Linked DNA regions of Zea mays: region 2 is linked to region 1. A link is a contact called in public Hi-C data. All regions are on one chromosome and are shown on one strand. The core of a region is the stretch at or near the end of the contact, and the rest is flanking DNA. Distances in the headings are between cores, read along the strand shown. Region 1 holds the start of LOC103635613. Region 2 holds the start of LOC100383343 (Polypyrimidine tract-binding protein homolog 3).

Region 1 (4,769 bases), core at 347-2,846:
TAAACACACTTGTAGTCGATGCAGTCCCTGGCAACAACGGTGCCATAGACTTGGATGGGGAAGTCGATATCCGAGCATGCAATCTTGACAGATAGGATGTTTATCGACGCACAATTCACACACATCTTGTCTTGCCAGGGTCTGTTGGTAAATCTCATCGGACCAACGGGCGCTGTGAGGAAGCACATGTAATGAACTAATGATATATATAATGGAACCAATAAGCAGGAACAAATCACACATGCTGACATGCAGTCAAGAACATGAGTCAGTTAAGAATTACTGTGACTGCTTGAGGAACTTACACTCCTCTGTGTGGTCGAAGGTGTAGATGTTGCCGACACAGCAGATACTGTTGAGGTATTCGCCGCCCTGCTTGACATCGAAGTCGATGATGCGTGCCAGACCTTCACACTCGCGGGCGCCGCTCATGTCCCCCTGGTCCTGGAGTTGACGCGCCTTCTGCAGCTTCTCCTCCCTCAGCCTCTCTGCCTCCGCCGCCCGGTCGGCCTCAGTCATGCCGGAGAGATCCAGAGGCCTCTTCAGGTTGGCGAGGCGCGAGTACTCGCGCGTCAAGGCCTGTTGACGCGTCGTCAAGCGGAGCAGGAACTCGTCGGCTGCTGCTCCAAGCTCCCTTCTGGCGAGAATTCTGTCATCTGCTGCGTCCTCGAATAGCAACCGCAGACAGGTCATGCGCTCCTCCAACTCCTGCGCCTCTTGCCGCGTGTGCGTCGTCCTCTTGTCTGCCTCCTCCGGCGGCATCAACCAAGGCAACGCCTCTGCTGATAGGTCAAACTCGCTTATGCCTGAGAGATCCAGATCCAACTTGGCAGATGCGAGGCGCAACCACTCCTGCAACAAGGACCGTCGCTGCTCCTCGCCGAATCGGCTGCCAGCGACAAGACTTGCGGCCGCAATTTTGTCCCTGAGAGAGTCCAGGCGCTCCTCCAACTCCTGCGCCTCTGGTGGCCCCGTCCGCCTCCTCTTTGTCTCCTCCAACTCCTGCGCCTCTGGTGGCCCCGTCCACCTCCTCTTTTCCTCCGCCGATGTCTCCCCATCCGCCATGATCGATCGATCCATGATAAACATCCCGAAACGCCTTTGCTGAACAAGGGGGAAAAGCCGATCTAGGTCTTGAGCTTTTATGATGAATTTATACGGAGAGAAGACTCAAAGGACACATAGAGACCTAGATCGGCTGCCAGCGCGCTGAGTACCTTGAGATCGAGTCACTAGAGACCTGGAAGCCTGGTGCTGGCGGCTGGCGCTGGACCTCCGCGCGCTGCCAGCCTGGCAGTAGTGCTGGCCGCTGGGTCCTGGGTGTGGCCGCGTGGGGCAGGGCGGCGCTGGTGGTGCTGGAGCTGGACTGCTGGGCGTGGGATTGTCGGAGCCGGATTAGGGACACGGCGACAGGGATTGGGGAATGGGGACAGGGCGGCCGCCACGACGAGAACAGACGGGTGGGTTTGCTGAGAACAGACGGCTATGCCAGCGCGTGGAGCTGCCGTCGCTTCAAGACGCTTCGCATTAGGTATAAAGACAAAAAAGAAGAACAGAAAAAGAATAAGAAGCGGAACGTATGCCGCCAAAGCCGATAAACATGTTGCAGAAACATAAAAGAATGTTATGGTTATTTCTGCACGAGGATCCTCACTCATCCACGAGGATCCTCAGCCGATTCTAGCGGTGTTATGGTTATTTCTCAGGTACCATAAATTTTGTCCCTTAGGCGATGTACATGATAAGTAGACGGTGTACATGATAAGTAGATATATTTAGTCTTTATATGGTTACACTCATATTGTTGCTCTTTTTTGTCATATAAGAGTTAAGCGAGAATTGATAAGACCCTGAACATCCTTATCGGTGTGCTGGAGTCTAAGGAGATTTTTTCCAATGCGTTCTTGGCACAAAAGTCCAAATGAAATTACTTTGCTAAGAATAGCAATTACCAGGGCCAGAAGCACGCAACGCGCGCGGCAAGTACTAGTTTCTATATATTAAAGCAGGGCCCATTCATCGCAAGATATGGTGGACACGTCGTCATAATTTTCTTAGCCGTTAGTTCGTACAGCCATGGAGCTGATTCTACCGTCCATCTGTTGTTTACTGTTTGTCTGCCTTTTTTGAATCGTACAAGCATCGAGTTCTCTAGAAGGGAATACTCCTCGAGTTCTCCAGGAGGTGCTATGCTCCGGGAGGAAGTAAGAAGAGTTCGCGTGAGACGGAATCCCAGTCTCGCGGATGATAGGCTGCCTCAGCGTCGCTTTCTTTTCCGAACGCAGAATGCTTCCTATTTCGACGTCTTTTCCGAAGCTAACTGCTTCCACCATTCGCACCTCCGTCCCCATCGCCCCTGCAGCATCGTTCCTCAGGAGTCAGGAAGCCATCGGGTCGCACTGGCTCGCCCCGTCCGGATGTCATCGTGATGCATGCCCCTATCGTCCATCTCTTTGTTTCCCGCGCGCGCTACAGTTGTTGACACAGCAAAATCGGCTCTGCCTTGTCACCTGAAACCATCATCCCGTTCATTGAGTCAACTTTCTATAAATCTTATTTAATTTAATATTTGTGCATTACCTGATTTTTTATTAATGAATGTTCTACTGTTCTTATTCAATAATTCAACGTTTGTGCATTATGTAAAGTTTTTTAAAATAATTAGTAAATATGACGGGCAGAATACTTTTCCAATCTAGGAGGGCCTCCAGTTTCCTAAGGAAAATTTATATTTTTCCCCCAAACTTCATTCTTTTCCCCCTCATACATACCTACTATGAATATTCATTTTCCATGATACTCTACTAACTGTTTCAAATGTTTTTTTCCAGTGAATTATAAACTTTTCAATGACAACAGTCTCCATTATCTTCAATGTATTACACATTCCTTTAGACCTTCCAAATACGGAACTATGCTCCTGCTACGTACCTTTTGATCAGCTTACAATGAATATTCATTATACATGATACTCTGCTTACCGTTCTAATTGTTTTTGCAGTGAACTCTAAATTTCTGTTTGGCAACACGGGCTTCATTATCTTCTACACATCTGCTCAGAATTTTGCTACTTAAGCAAAGTTCTTTTTAATACACCTTCCTTTATACCTTCTTAACACGACGCTTTGTTCCGATGTTATATATTTCTTCTTTTGTTGACTGCACATTGTTTTAAATTGCTCAGAAAAATAGGATGTTTTTTATGCTCTATCCGATCGGGAGTGCAATAGTGTACCGTTCTCTTTCCTATTATTGTATGTTTGCTTTTAAATAAGGTATAAAAAAGAGCGACAAACAAGTAAACTAGGAAAGTGCACCTAAGAAACATAGCTCCCCTATGTTAAAAGTTTTTTGACAAATAATTTTTTGCAATGCAGACTATGGCCATCAAGGATCGCGCACTTTCTAAGAAAATATCTGAAATAATCCAACAACCTGTTGAACCATCATCAGAGCCCACTTTAAGTCATAGAAGCATCTGTACCGTTTCTGTTATGCTAGAATTAAATGTTCCTTTGAATCCTATAACTACATCATATCAGACAATCTTTTGTTCCTATGCAAATATGTTCCTATTATGATATTATCAATCCTAAAATGTTACAACCTTATAACACTATTAATTTTTTGTTGCAATATATGTTATGCAAGTTGCAGATTGTGTATCCTTATTTCAAATACTACTTATTTCTAAACTATAAATATTACATGTTTTACATGCGCGCAAGTGACTAGTGTTATATATATATATATATATATATATATATATATATATATATATATATATATATATATATATATATATATATATATATATATATATATAGTTTTGTATATTAGGAGCCCTGGGCTCTTAATAAGAAAAGGAAGCCCTAGTCAAATATTACCCTCTGGTTGAGCCGCACCATATTAATCCTTTTCGAACTGCAACCTAGGGTCCACCTTCGGATTCAATCAATCAATCCACGTCTCAGTTGGTTCACACCACATCGCCATATCCCTATCCTCACTCGATCCTATCATGTCGCCCTCCCCTTTGCCACCGCCCCCAACCACCCATCGCCGATCTACTCGCCCCCTCCCTCCCCCGAACACCGTGGCAGCCACCTCCTGTCCACAGTTCTGTGCCCTCCTCAAACCCTACCTTCACCTCGCCTCCACATTTTCGCTTCCCGTCGCCGGCTCCCAAAACCCTAGCGCACACCGATGTCACCTTCGTCGGCGGTGGCGACAGGTGATTCTGGGGAATCCACGGTGTCGGCGCCACAGAGTCAGAGTTCGCCGACCCCATCGCCTTCATCTCTCGCGCGGACGTGGGCGTGGCTGCCTCATCCACGGACGCGGGCGTGTCTGCCTGGGACCTCTGGACCGGTGCAGAGGACATCCGCCATAGTCTCAATATTCTATGCCTCCGGTAGCCATGCCCTAGGCAACAACACTTCCACACCTCAAGCAGCTGCGCCCTCTACCACCACACTATGCTACCTCTTCTCTTTTCAGATTTATATTTAGATTTATTTTCCATCGATTTTTCTCTATTTAGATCCTCAATTAATTTTGCACCTTGTATTTCTTTCCCCTTGTTTGTTGATGTGCCCATCTGACTCAATTTTTCCTCCCATTTGCACTGCTCTTAGGTGAATTTGATACGAGGATTTCGCTTCCAATTTTTCAAATCTTGCACCTTGATGTGCTTTTGACTGATTTGCAGTGATTATTTTTTCGGCTCTATATATGATTATTAATTCACCTGTCATATAATTTTGTAA
Region 2 (5,222 bases), core at 1,261-3,760, 340 kb before region 1:
ATTATGGATATTCGATAAAAGGAAACAAGAAGAAATTAAGTTACAGAAAGACCAAATTGAAAATGTGAAATGTTACAGCTCATACTTTGAATATTGAATATCTAGTTGGCAGCAACCATCGTATATGTTCCTTCCCTGGGATATTTTTGTTTGTAAGAATGAAGTGACACCGGATATACATGCACAGTAAGGACATTAGCTGAACATAATAAAATATTATTACATGCAAAGAACCAAATGCTTCCACAGCTTCTTGGCGCGAGTGATACTGAATAAGAGCTTGAAAACCTGCATCAGTTAATCAAAGAATAAAGAACCTTAACGATGACATACTGGGGCAGATGGTTAGCACAAAAATCATTCAAATTTGTAACAAGTTTTAGATGTACGAGCTGTGCCAGTCCAGTCATTTGCAGGCACATCTACAAACTACAACCCATAACTAATAGCTATGTTATAGCACATAATGTCGGTAGTGGTTAAAGTTGTTGTTTACGGCTTACTTTTAGAAAAAGGGTACATCCCAGCACGGCAGTGCCCCCACATTAATACATATAAAGCTCATATCAATTGGTAAATCCACCTTACCATTCACATGCAATCTGTAAGGGAATCAGAAAATGTATACCAGGTGCACGCGTGCGTGGTGAAAGAGATAGAGAGAGCAGGAAAATCTAACCAGCTGACTTTTGAAATGTGACAATCTTCTCCACAAATCCATAAGCTTTGAATACTTGATGTAGAATCTCCACTGTTATAGGATAGATCATATGGTGGATAGTAACTAAAAGTATTCGGTTGGGTTCGGACCCCTGAGGTCAAGCAGCAACAAGCACCGAGACAGAAAAGAGGAGAGAGAAAGAAAAGAATAAATAGGGAGGAATGTGTATAACTAGTTGGAAAATAAGAGAGCAGATATGTGACACGATCTAACTCTATCTACAAGAGGTAGAAAGGTATAAAATACAGCTAAACATACTTTCAAACAATACACTTTTCTAACAATTTTGTTATGGAATGGATTGCTAAAAATGGACAGAATTATGAATGCTTGATACTTCAATTGGAAACAAACCAAGCCTACCCCAAAAATGTAGACATGCCAGCAACTAAACCAATACCAGGGGTGTTGTACAGAAACATAAAAAGGCAACATTACATAAACCAAAAGTAGGCTCTCACACAAATAGTGGACCTAATAAGAAATTTGATTGTTTTTTCATGTTAAGTCAATGCACTATTGTTTTTATGCCTGCATGTCCGATGTGGTTAATTGATTATCATACAACTTAATGCCAACAAAGGTCAATAAGAAAGTATAACAAAACGTGATGCACTAATAATCTAACATGCATCAGTTTCATCCAGGGCCTACAGCATATAATCTAACATGCATCAGTTACATCCAGGGCCTATAGCATAAATGCATAATATTGGTTTAGGTTTAGACTATATTACTATATTGGAAAATATAGTAATAAACTAATTATACAGTACAGAAGCGTGGCATACCTGATCAGAATTCCTTCCATGAGAGCTCTGGTCAGTGGTAAGCTCTTGGTGAGATGAGAACTGCATGTATACATTCCTTCCCCTAAAATGTCAAACATGATGCACAAAAAATGATAAATCACATATAGGATGGGATGTTAAACTCAATTGTTAAAAATAGGGTATTCTTAAGTTCAACACTTCGCAACAAAAAAGCCCAAAAACATATCCTCAGCATCCATAAATTTAAACACATTAGCTACCAGGCATATGGCTATGCTACTTGGCAGCTTACATCGTAACACATGTATGAATGTCTCTTTTGGAGCCCTTGGCATCCATAAGGCATTGCGGCCAATACGCATAGACTGCATTACCTTATGCTAGGTTGAACAGAAGTGTAATATTGCAGCGCGCTCACGGAAGCATGGAGGTCTTCCATCTGCAGAAGAGCCTGAGCCACAAAACAAAACAACCAGAAGTAAGCAATACCTATAGTCAATCTACTCAGTCAAATGCTGGAAAGAAGAAATGACCCACTTGGTTCTTGGCACGCAACATGACGATCTTGGAGACCATGCCGAACGGCTGCAGCAGCTGAAGGAGATCAGACTGCAAAACAGCAGCAGAGTGGCGGAATATAGCCATTAAAAATCAAATTTTTCCATAAATCAAACAATCCGATTCGAATTTGATCCGAAAAAACAAAATCCAAAAGGTTCGAGATTCCCCTTAACTGATCCCCTACATACCTCGGCAATCTCGTGCCCGACGTTGCGGATGTGGATTACCTTGGACGGCTCTGACATCCTCCCGCACTGTAACACAGGCAACAGCCAAAAATCACCAAGAAATTGGTCGGTCGCGAAACTATCGAGGAAACGGGGAGAAGAGAGATCTACAGCCAAAGCTCCAATCTTCTGGCAACAAACATTACCTTGTTGAGAGGGTTTAAGAGGGAGAGAGATCTAGGGTTTTGCCGTCGGCTGACGCTGCGGCGAAGAGAGAGAGAAGGGAGGGGGGCACGGCAGTAGTGTATTTGTCTTCTGGATTCAGCAGAAAAGGATAGTGATGACGCCTTGTTGTACCCGACTCCTGACTCCTGAGTCAGGCGAGCGCTTGATTTGGGCAGGCAGAGACCACCTTCGTGGTCATCGGCTGCTACAAGGATGTCTTTATTCATCTGTGAAAAAATTCTCTATTTAACACGTTCCCTTATTCAACATTAAATGATAAAAACTTCTTTATTTAACATCGGTTTTATATTTCTCAATCTCTCCACCTCTCTTCTATGCTCCTTTAAATCACGAGTTCTAAAGAATTCATATTCTTTGGAACAGTATGTCACACCGTCTGTAGATCTAACTTTTGTGTTAGACAAAAACTTGTAATTCCTATGTTGTGCAAATTATATGTACTACTAAAAGTCACATGAAGGGGGTGATTTTTTAGACTGACAACGGATGAAGAGAACCCCACCTGAATTTTATTGACTCTAGCAATGACTAAGTCACGTCTTAACAACCTCGTTTATAAGGGAAACGAAGCAACCCCTTACATGATGTTGTGGCAGACCACATATTACAGACAACTGCAAAGCACAGCGCAGTAAGGACTTTAACAACAGAGAGGAAACAGAGAAGGCAAACATAACACGACGCAGGTTTAAGCGGCCGAAACGACGACAGTCGTATGACGACTACAATGAGAGCAACATACTCATCGGCATACTAAAGCCAATGTGCATCTAGACCTCCCCTCGTAGCTACGTGTGTCCCACTTTTGGCCATCTGCCATGCAACACAGACGGGGACTAAGGGAGGCAGGAGGCACACTGACCACAACATACTGCAAATGACGACCTCCCTTTGAGCAAACAGAAGCACTTGACGACGCATCCGAGATCTGAAAGGGAAATGTGCCCTTGGGCCATTTCTAAAGTATTTTGGTGATTGAGTGCCAACACAAGCGCTTAAATGTGAATCTATGCCCATGGATGAACAAAGTGCAAATCAAGAGCAAAGGTATGTTTCTAAGTCTTAGTGCATTGGTTTTGTGTACTAATATACGTGTCTAAGTATCAGAAACAGAAAGAAGAAGAAAAGAGAAGAGTTGGCTGTGTACAGCCAAGAGGCTGTTTCGGTCTGGGGCACCGGACTGTCCGGTGGTGCACCGGACAGTGTCCGGTGCGCCAGGCTGCCTCGGGCGAAGTGGCCGCTCTCGGGAATTCGCCGACGACGTACGGCTAAAATTCACCGGACTGTCCGGTGTGCACCGGACTGTCCGGTGAGCCAACGGTCGGCTGGGCCAACGGTCGGCCGCGCGATCTACGCGGGACACGTGGCCGAGCCAACGGTCGGAAGGGGGCACCGGACTGTCCGGTGTGCACCGGACATGTCCGGTGCGCCAACGGCTCCCGCATCTGCAACGGTCGGCTTCGCTATTTAAGGAAGGAAATCGGGCACCGGACAGTGTCCGGTGTGCACCGGACTGTCCGGTGCGCCCGACGACAGAAGGCAAGGGTGGCCTTCCAGATTTGTTCTCAACGGCTCCTAGCTGCCTTGGGGCTATAAAAGGGACCCCTAGGCGCATGGAGGAAGAGACCAAGCAACCTTAGAGCATTCTTGATCATCCACACTCAGTCTTTGCGCATTCGTTTGTCATTCTCAGTGATTCGAGCTCCGTTCTAGTGAGAACTTTGAGATAGTCTTTTGAGCTCGATTCTTGGCCATGTGTGTGCGCATTTTGCTGTGGATTTGTGTGTGTTGCTTCCCTCCCTTACTCCGTATTTCTCTGTGAATCTCAAGTGTAAGGGCGAGAGACTCCAAGTTGTGGAGATTCCTCGCAAACGGGATATTGAAAGGAAAAGCAAGACACTGTGGTATTCAAGCTGGTCTTTGGACCGCTTGGGAGGGGTTGATTGCAACCCTCGTCCGTTGGGACGCCACAACGTGGAGTAGGCAAGCGTTGGTCTTGGCCGAACCACGGGATAAACCACTGTGTCATCTCTGTGTTTGATTTCTTGTGGTATTGTGTTTTGTTGAGACTCCTCTCTAGCCACTTGGCAATTATTGGGCTAACACTTAACAAGTTTTTGTGGCTATAAGTTTAAGTTTCACAGGATCACCTATTCACCCCCCCTCTAGGTGCTCTCAATTGGTATCGGAGCCGTTCTCTTCAAAAAGGGACTAATCGCCCGAAGAGATGGATCCTAAGGGGAAGGGAATCGTGATCAACGACAAGGAGAAGGAGTCCTTCGTCAACGAGCCGAAGGATGACAAGCCTACTGACTCGGGCTCGGGCCACAAGCGCAAAGATGGGAAGAAGAAGAAGACAAGGCGCATCAAGGAGATCGTCTACTACGACGATAGCGATGAGTCTACTTCTTCCCAAAAGAACGACGACAACGACTACAGGAAGACGGTCAATTCGAACTTTTCATTTGATTATTCTTGTATTCCACATAGTTCGAATTCGCATTTGCTTTCCATTCCTCTTGGCAAACCTCCACACTTCGATGGGGAGGACTACGGATTTTGGAGTCACAAAATGCGTAGTCACTTATTCTCTCTCCATCCAAGCATATGGGAGATTGTAGAGAATGGAATGAAATTTGATAGCTCGGATAGCCCTATGCTTATAAATGAACAAATCCATAGAAATGCACAAGCTACTACTGTTCTATTAGCATCTTTGTGCAGGGAAGAGTACAATAAGGTGAGCGGCTTGGA

The links. A called contact is a pair of places that touch in the nucleus more often than the background predicts.
Region 2: a contact with region 1 is called in a Hi-C map of endosperm, with 3 times the contacts expected there. The contact joins the promoter of LOC100383343 here to the promoter of LOC103635613 in region 1. A contact is called at or near these places in 3 of 25 Hi-C or Micro-C datasets (ear, endosperm and tassel).

What each region holds. Positions count from the first base shown.
Region 1 is chr8:102,548,480-102,553,248 of Zm-B73-REFERENCE-NAM-5.0, reverse strand. LOC103635613 reads right to left here and starts at 1,596. Exons shown (of 4, transcript XM_020543428.3): 1 at 1,218-1,596; 2 at 306-1,104; 3 at 1-172. The coding sequence starts at 1,089.
Region 2 is chr8:102,886,747-102,891,968 of Zm-B73-REFERENCE-NAM-5.0, reverse strand. LOC100383343 (Polypyrimidine tract-binding protein homolog 3) reads right to left here and starts at 2,510. Exons shown (of 15, transcript NM_001175999.1): 1 at 2,429-2,510; 2 at 2,244-2,309; 3 at 2,032-2,103; 4 at 1,869-1,945; 5 at 1,513-1,594; 6 at 680-812; 7 at 224-288; 8 at 86-135. The coding sequence starts at 2,300.